2 separate regions of the Mus musculus genome follow, and region 1 is linked to region 2. A link is a contact called in public Micro-C data. All regions are on one chromosome and are shown on one strand. The core of a region is the stretch at or near the end of the contact, and the rest is flanking DNA. Distances in the headings are between cores, read along the strand shown.

Evidence for each region. A called contact is a pair of places that touch in the nucleus more often than the background predicts.
Region 1: a contact with region 2 is called in a Micro-C map of granulosa cells, with 2.3 times the contacts expected there. The contact joins two enhancer-like sites. A contact is called at or near these places in 3 of 39 promoter capture datasets (the C10 cell line, embryonic stem cells and hippocampal neurons), 5 of 15 datasets of contacts at CTCF or cohesin (CD8 T cells, embryonic stem cells, large pre-B cells and 1 more), 126 of 484 Hi-C or Micro-C datasets (the 63-12 cell line, the AML12 cell line, B cells and 67 more), 17 of 115 datasets of contacts at active chromatin or transcription factors (astrocytes, bone marrow-derived dendritic cells, cardiomyocytes and 7 more) and 1 of 9 other capture datasets (embryonic stem cells).

The regions. Positions count from the first base shown.
Region 1 is chr10:89,369,038-89,372,325 of GRCm38.p6, reverse strand. No RefSeq gene overlaps it. Among named protein-coding and RNA genes, the nearest start is that of Gas2l3, 73 kb to the left of the region's middle. Within about 2 kb of position 1,970, at least 8 of the 459 cell types and tissues checked have an H3K27ac peak or open chromatin away from gene starts, as enhancers often do. A contact at or near this core is called in granulosa cells, where this site is marked.
Region 2 is chr10:89,325,575-89,328,895 of GRCm38.p6, reverse strand. It overlaps a transcript of Ano4 not described here. Among named protein-coding and RNA genes, the nearest start is that of Ano4, 69 kb to the right of the region's middle. Within about 2 kb of position 1,800, at least 10 of the 459 cell types and tissues checked have an H3K27ac peak or open chromatin away from gene starts, as enhancers often do. A contact at or near this core is called in granulosa cells, where this site is marked.

The sequences.
Region 1 (3,288 bases), core at 721-3,220, 43 kb before region 2:
TTCCTGGTTACCCCTCCGCAAACTCCCCATCCCATCTCCCCTCTCTCTGCCTCCTCTTTGCCTCTATAAGGATACTCCTCTACCCACTCACCCATTCCCACCTCACTACTCTAACATCCCCCTAAGCTGAGGCATCAAGCCTCCACATGACCAAGGGTCCCCTTCCCACTGATGACAGATAAGGCCATCTTCTGCTACATATGTATCTGGAGCCATGGCTCCCTCCATGTATACTCTTTGGTTGGTGACTTAGTCCCTGGGAATTTAGGGTGGTCCAGTTAGTTGATACAAAATACCCAACAAAGGGGAGATACAACCTGTAGAGACCACCTCCAGTAGATAGTCATGGCTCCCAGTTGAAGGATGGGGCTACCAATGCATCTCAAAAGAGATTTTTTTGGGGGGGGAGGGGAGCTTTCGAGACAGGTTTCTCTGTATAGCCCTGGCTGTCCTGGAACTCACTTTGTAGACCAGGCTGGTCTGGAACTCAGAAATCCACCTGCCTCTGCCTCCCGAGTGCTGGGATTAAAGGCGTGTGCCACCACGCCTGACTCACCTCCTGTTCTTGATGCTGAGTCTTCCCTGATATGATGGACTGCACACTCGTCTGTGACCCTGGGCTGTGAGCCATAACAAAGCCCTACTTCCTTATGCTTCTTCTTGTCTGGACAGAGTAACGAGAAACCTGATATTGATAACCAACAATACTGTTTTACTGAATGAAGGCATCCTTAGGTTTTCTCTGACCTATCACGGGCAATGCACATTTAATGATGAGCAATTCTGTTGGCTTTATGTCCAAAATAGATCCAGGGTATAGTCAGTTCTCATAATCCCCTTCCCCCTACTGAAGTGGAAACTTAAGGGTTCTTTGGAAAGTTGGTTAGATGGTGTTTTGCTGGAGCAAACATCTGAAAGAACGTTTTCCTGAAGTGGATACAGGTGAAAGGCTAAGGTAGACTTGTGAAGGAACATTTAGCTGAGGCAGACACAGGAGAAATAATGTCCTGCTAAGGCAAGCATGTGGAAGGACACATGAGGAAGGATTCTTTGCTAATAACACGCATGTATTGGTCCACCTTACATTTAGTAGTTGAGCTGCATTTGTCAGGACTCCAACGAAATGCACCAAAAAATTTCTGGTGGTGTGCTACAGTTTCTTGCCACTTCTGTGGACTCAGGATGATTGGTAGAGTGGTGTCAGCTGAGACAGGCTCATGAGGCAAGACCTGTGGAGGACACATGATGTTTGTAGGGTATATATAGGACTGGATGTACAGTGATGGAGGCTGAGCTTGGCTTGCTTAAAGGCAAGCTTGTTGTGCAAGGCTTGTTGGTCTCAAGCCTTTGCTGATCTTCACTGAAAGAGGCACAGCTGAGAACTTCTGGCATTCCTTCTGGTCCCTCCTGCTGACTGGTGCTGAGGCTGAGACCTGGTTGTCTCTGCTAGGTAGTGCCACTGCTGCTGAAACTGAACTGCTAGTGTATCCATGAAGTGTTTGCAAGAGGATGGAGCTGCCACTGTTGACCTATGAACTGAACTGCTGATTTCCAGACAGCACAAACGGGATTTGCTCCAAAGAACCTTTCTAAACAGGTCCACTTCCCCCATATTTTTTCTTTCCCACTACCTATGGTGGGTGGTGGGCTAAAAGAGAGGTTAAAACATTTAAGAATCATCATTAAAAATAAGGTTTGGAAAAATTAAAGTTGCACTTTACCCTGGCCCAAACCGTATAATCACTCATGGAAAATATTGCAGGGGCATTCTTGTCTGGGCTTCCTGTTTCCAACTCTGTTTCTCTGTGTTCTTATTTTCAAGTCAGTTGCCAGGAGCTCCTGATAAAATGAACACAAAATCGTGTGACTCTTCTCCCAGATGCCACTAGCAGCCTGTCATCCCTGCACAGATTTCTTGCAGGGCTCTCTTGAATGCTCTCTGGTTTTCCTTCTCTCTTCATGTGCTTATCTCAGCTTCTCCAAGGTCACCTTCAGCAAACTTCATTTGCTCCTCTTCCAGCTACTCAAGCTTGTCCTGTGTGCTTCTGTTTTCCTGGGTGTTCTTTTGCCTCAGGCCCTTTGTGCCTGTCTTTCCCTCTGATTGATAGTCTCTGGCTGCATTCCTACAGCTCAAAGGTCTCCTTAGGGCGAGTCTTCTCTCCCACACTAAAGGAGTATGCTACACCTTCACACTACTGAATGTTTGTGTGTTCTTGCTAGAGCTTCATACCTCCTGAGTTCATCTGTGAGTTTATCATTTCTCCTCTCCAAATATCCATGAGCAGGCAGTTTCTTCACAGCAGGGACTGGGTGGGTCGTTGACACCCTCTGTACCTGGGCAGTCTCTGGCACACTGTCAATACACGGCATATTTCAGGAGACAATGAAAGTTGATGGACGGTATAGATAAGACAATGAGGATCCAGATCATGAGAAAATAAGACTAAGAGGGTATGGGCCACAGGCTTATTGGAAAGAAAAAATGAAAAATAATCAGAATCCAGCATTATATCTTCTCACTATGCCTCCTTGTCTCTCCTGGGATTCTGTCCAAAACAAGTATAGTGGAATCCTTACACTAGGATCTGCTTCTAAGGGAAGAACTCTAAGATGGTTGCATCTTAGAGTTGCAATGCTGAACTCTAATGCTGAACAGACTCCAAGAGACCAAGCTGGACTGTCAACACAAGCTGCCTGATTTCAGTGCCTGTGTGCTAAATTATCTTGTCCCAATCTCATCATGCATTCATTTACTCATTTATTCATTCACTCAATGTAGGTATTGCTTTTTTCCTAATGCTATAAATTATAGTAAAAAAAAACTACTTTGCTTAAAAAACAAAATAGATAGCACCCAAATACTTTATCACATCAAACTTGCCTTGAGAACTCAACTGGATAATGCTAAGATTTTTTAAAATTATTATTTTCAGATTAAAATTGCATTTCACAATGACAGAGTCATCATGGCCATGAAAGGGTGTGTTCCCTCAAGTCCTCAATGTAGCATTAGTGAAGCCCTTGCCCACTTGTCTAGTGACAGAAAGAAGGACCAAGATGATGTTATAGATATTTTGCTCAGTTAAAATGACTTTACCAGAAACATGATGAAACGGAGAGAAAGATCTAACAGTCATGCCCCAGGATGGATGGAAATCATGGCAGGTATGGGGAGCCATGGATGAGAAGATAATGGTCAGTCTCCTTTTAGGATTCCATAGGCAGCCTGATTCTGCATCAGTCATCCTTCATCTTGGTGGAGATGATTCTGGCAGCAGAGGTGATATA
Region 2 (3,321 bases), core at 551-3,050:
GTAACTAGAATCACATGCATTGCTCCTTGTTGGATTTTTTTTTTTATTCAACCTTATGTGAATGAGATTAACCCATGATACTTTGTGAAGATTTGTTTTCTTTCTTATATAGTATTCTGCATTATAGATATGCCTGTTCTTTTAAAACAATAGAAAAAGAAGGATAGTTGATACCAAGTGGGTGTTTTGTGCTGCTAGACGTGGCTGTAGAAAGACTTTATTATTAACTGGTTTAATGTTCACATAATAAGTTTAGTGCCTTTATTATTTCCATTCCCCTATACAAAGAAACAAAGACCAATAGACAAATAACAGGCTCAAGACATGCCCAGGTGTCTTATATATATTGTTATATACAATATATAAATCCTGAGATCATACTCCAATATAATACTATATATATCTCCAGGATCTACAGACTTCATTGATTTCATTCAGTTTCAAGATTCCCCTCTGGCTACACGATATTCTCATTTCACCAAAATTGGTCCCTCAAGGACTAAATCAATATTAAGGCTGTCCTGAAATGTCTGGTTTAAGAGCCACACATAAGCTTTTGATTGATGTTTTCTGTTTGAGGCCCACAAGTGTGTGCACCTTTCTCCACATGGTTTCCTTGTGTCACAGATTGCCACACCTCCTGTGCCTTTGCAGCCCTGACTTAGCACTGAGAGCAGAGGGGTTTTGCCGCTTCGGTTTACCCACAACCCCTTCCTAGACAACTGCTTCCGATTCAAGCGTCCTACTTTACTACTGACTCCTAGTCTTCGATAAGCATTTCTCTTTTGTGCCTGTTCTTCCTGCTCATCCACGGCCGCCTATCACTAACAGATGCTTTCTCTCTGTTGTGTGCATTTCCCATGCCTTTAACCCTGCCCCCTAAAGATCTCCTTTCCAGCATCTTCTAAAGGCAGACTGTTAATGAAAGCTTTAGAGAGAATCGAGAATGGCGACTTTGGAGCAGGTAGACTCATTGGCTATGCTTTAGATCTGAATTGGTCGATCCAACACATTCCACATAGACTGACTTATGTGCCAGGGGTACATTTCCTGTGGCTGATCTTATGCTGTATCTTAACTCCCTATCCTTGAGATTAGCCTTATGACCACCATGTTCAGGTGGAGACCAATACTGAAAGGAATTAAGCAAGTTAAAGAACTTACATTAAACAAAGCTGGCCTATTTCTTGTCTGTGACCACAACCTCTTTATAACTAGGAAGAAGTAAAAGCAGCCGTGTGTGTGTGTGTGTGTGTGTGTGTGTGTGTGTGTGTGTGTATGTACCTCCTTTAACTTTTTTTCCCCTTTTGTCTTGCTTTAAATCAGTGAACATTGTTATGTTTGGGTCTGCCCTTGACAATCTCAGGGATTGCTGGTGTGCAAAAGTACCCACAACCTTGAGTGCTTGGTGCCTGTGACCCATCGGATGAGTCTGAGAGGCACCTTTGTCACAGACGCAGAGCTGCCTTTGTTGTTATTATAGTTTCAGTCATAAGCTTACATCGTAGTCATGGTAACCACGAGTTGGTATTAACCTTCTTCTTGTCTTGCTTTCTTAACAGACAAAGATGTGAGCAGTGGGAGTTATAACCTGTCCTCTGCGACCACGGGCAGCTACTACAGCTGTGTCAGCCAGATCACCATAGGTGAGCAATTGCAGCGACTGTCGTGTAACACGCTTAACCTGAGTGGGAAGGCGGCTTAGGAAGGAACAAGGAGAAAAATACCTATGAAAGAATTGGTTTTCAGAACCACAGCAGTTGCTGCTGGTGGGTTCTCGTCCTGGGGCGCCCTCTTGTGGATTTTTGCTGCTATTGGAAGGAGTCGTGTAACTAGCCTATAGCGAATGGGTCTTTTCCTGCTTCAGTGCTCGCCTTAGCTCTTTCATTGGTGTGTTATCTGAACTGTGATGCACTTAATATCACAATCAAGTTCTTCTGTAATATCTGTGGAGAATTATTAAATATTCTTTCAGGAAGAAACCTCCTGGTAACTGCAAATAGAAAACGAATGTTATGTAAAGTACAGAAAATTTTGTCCACCAAATTTTGTCCACTTGGAGGGAAGGAGTACCTTTCCTGTCTGAAGAGTGTGTGAAGCAGATGTTAGTGTGCTGCTAAAATCCAAAGTCAGACTTTCCTTATTGGGATCTGAATGAACCAAGGAGAACCAGACAGACATAACATTTCCCACCCTCTCGGATGCCCTTCTGCACGTATTACGCCTTGGTCGTCCTTCAAGGCATTCTGCTGTCTAAAGAATCCCATGTGTACTAGCCACCCTGTCCCTCCCTTCTCTGAAACAACATTGCCACTCCCTACAGTATGTGACATTGGAAATGTCCTCATATTGGGGCATGCAGTCCTCTCACACACCCCACCCCAGCCCTGTCTCATGCAGGAAGCCCGTGAACTGCAACAAAAGGGCAGAGCACACCTGCACTCTCTCCTACTTTCTTCCCTACCCAAGCTTAAATGTATTTACTGTGTCCAGATAGGGAAGAGTAACATAACCTTCTTTGTTTTTCTGCCTGTTGAGTCTATTCTCTCCCACTTCTTTCAAAACTTTCCTGAGTCCAGAATCGTAGGCAGTGACTTACAAACAATTTGGTGGTGACCACAGCTAATATTTATTTTGTATTCATGCGCTGCTGTTGGCTCTCTATTTAATCCATTTTACTAGACAGGAACTCTGTGAGATGGCACCAGTATTTCTTCATCATACAGATTAGGGGACTTGACTTCTTTTTGTTATTGATATGATCAGGGTTCCAGTATAGGTCTCTTAGACTACAACCCATGCCTTGGGACTCCAGAATGTGGCTTCTTTAACTGCCATAGCAGGGAGCTCTGTCAAATAATGACGGGCCTGTAAAATGCATTTGAATTCTTTTGATTATAAAGTCGCAAAAGTATATTTGAGCAGAAAACTACACATGGGCACCTTCTATTTGAAATACCCATTAAAAACCACATTGGATTTAAAATGCCACCAAGCAAAATGGACCCCAATTCCCTGATTAGTTTACTAAAAAATGTCCTGTGACTGCCGGGATTGCTGCTTGCAAGACAATGTGCTATTAGTTTCAGTGGGACGATCTTTGACCCTGACATCGTACTTCTGGGTATTTTATAAAGTGTCTGCACTGCCATCACCTCTGTCTAATTTACTCTGAAGTCCGTTGCTGCTCACTGGTACGAGGTCTCTGGATCTTTACATGGTGTGAGTACGCTCTGACATATCCACTTTTTTCAACTCTCATGAAGTCTGTGGGTTGGTATCACTCTGTTCGAACACCAAAGCAGACTCAAGCATTAAAAC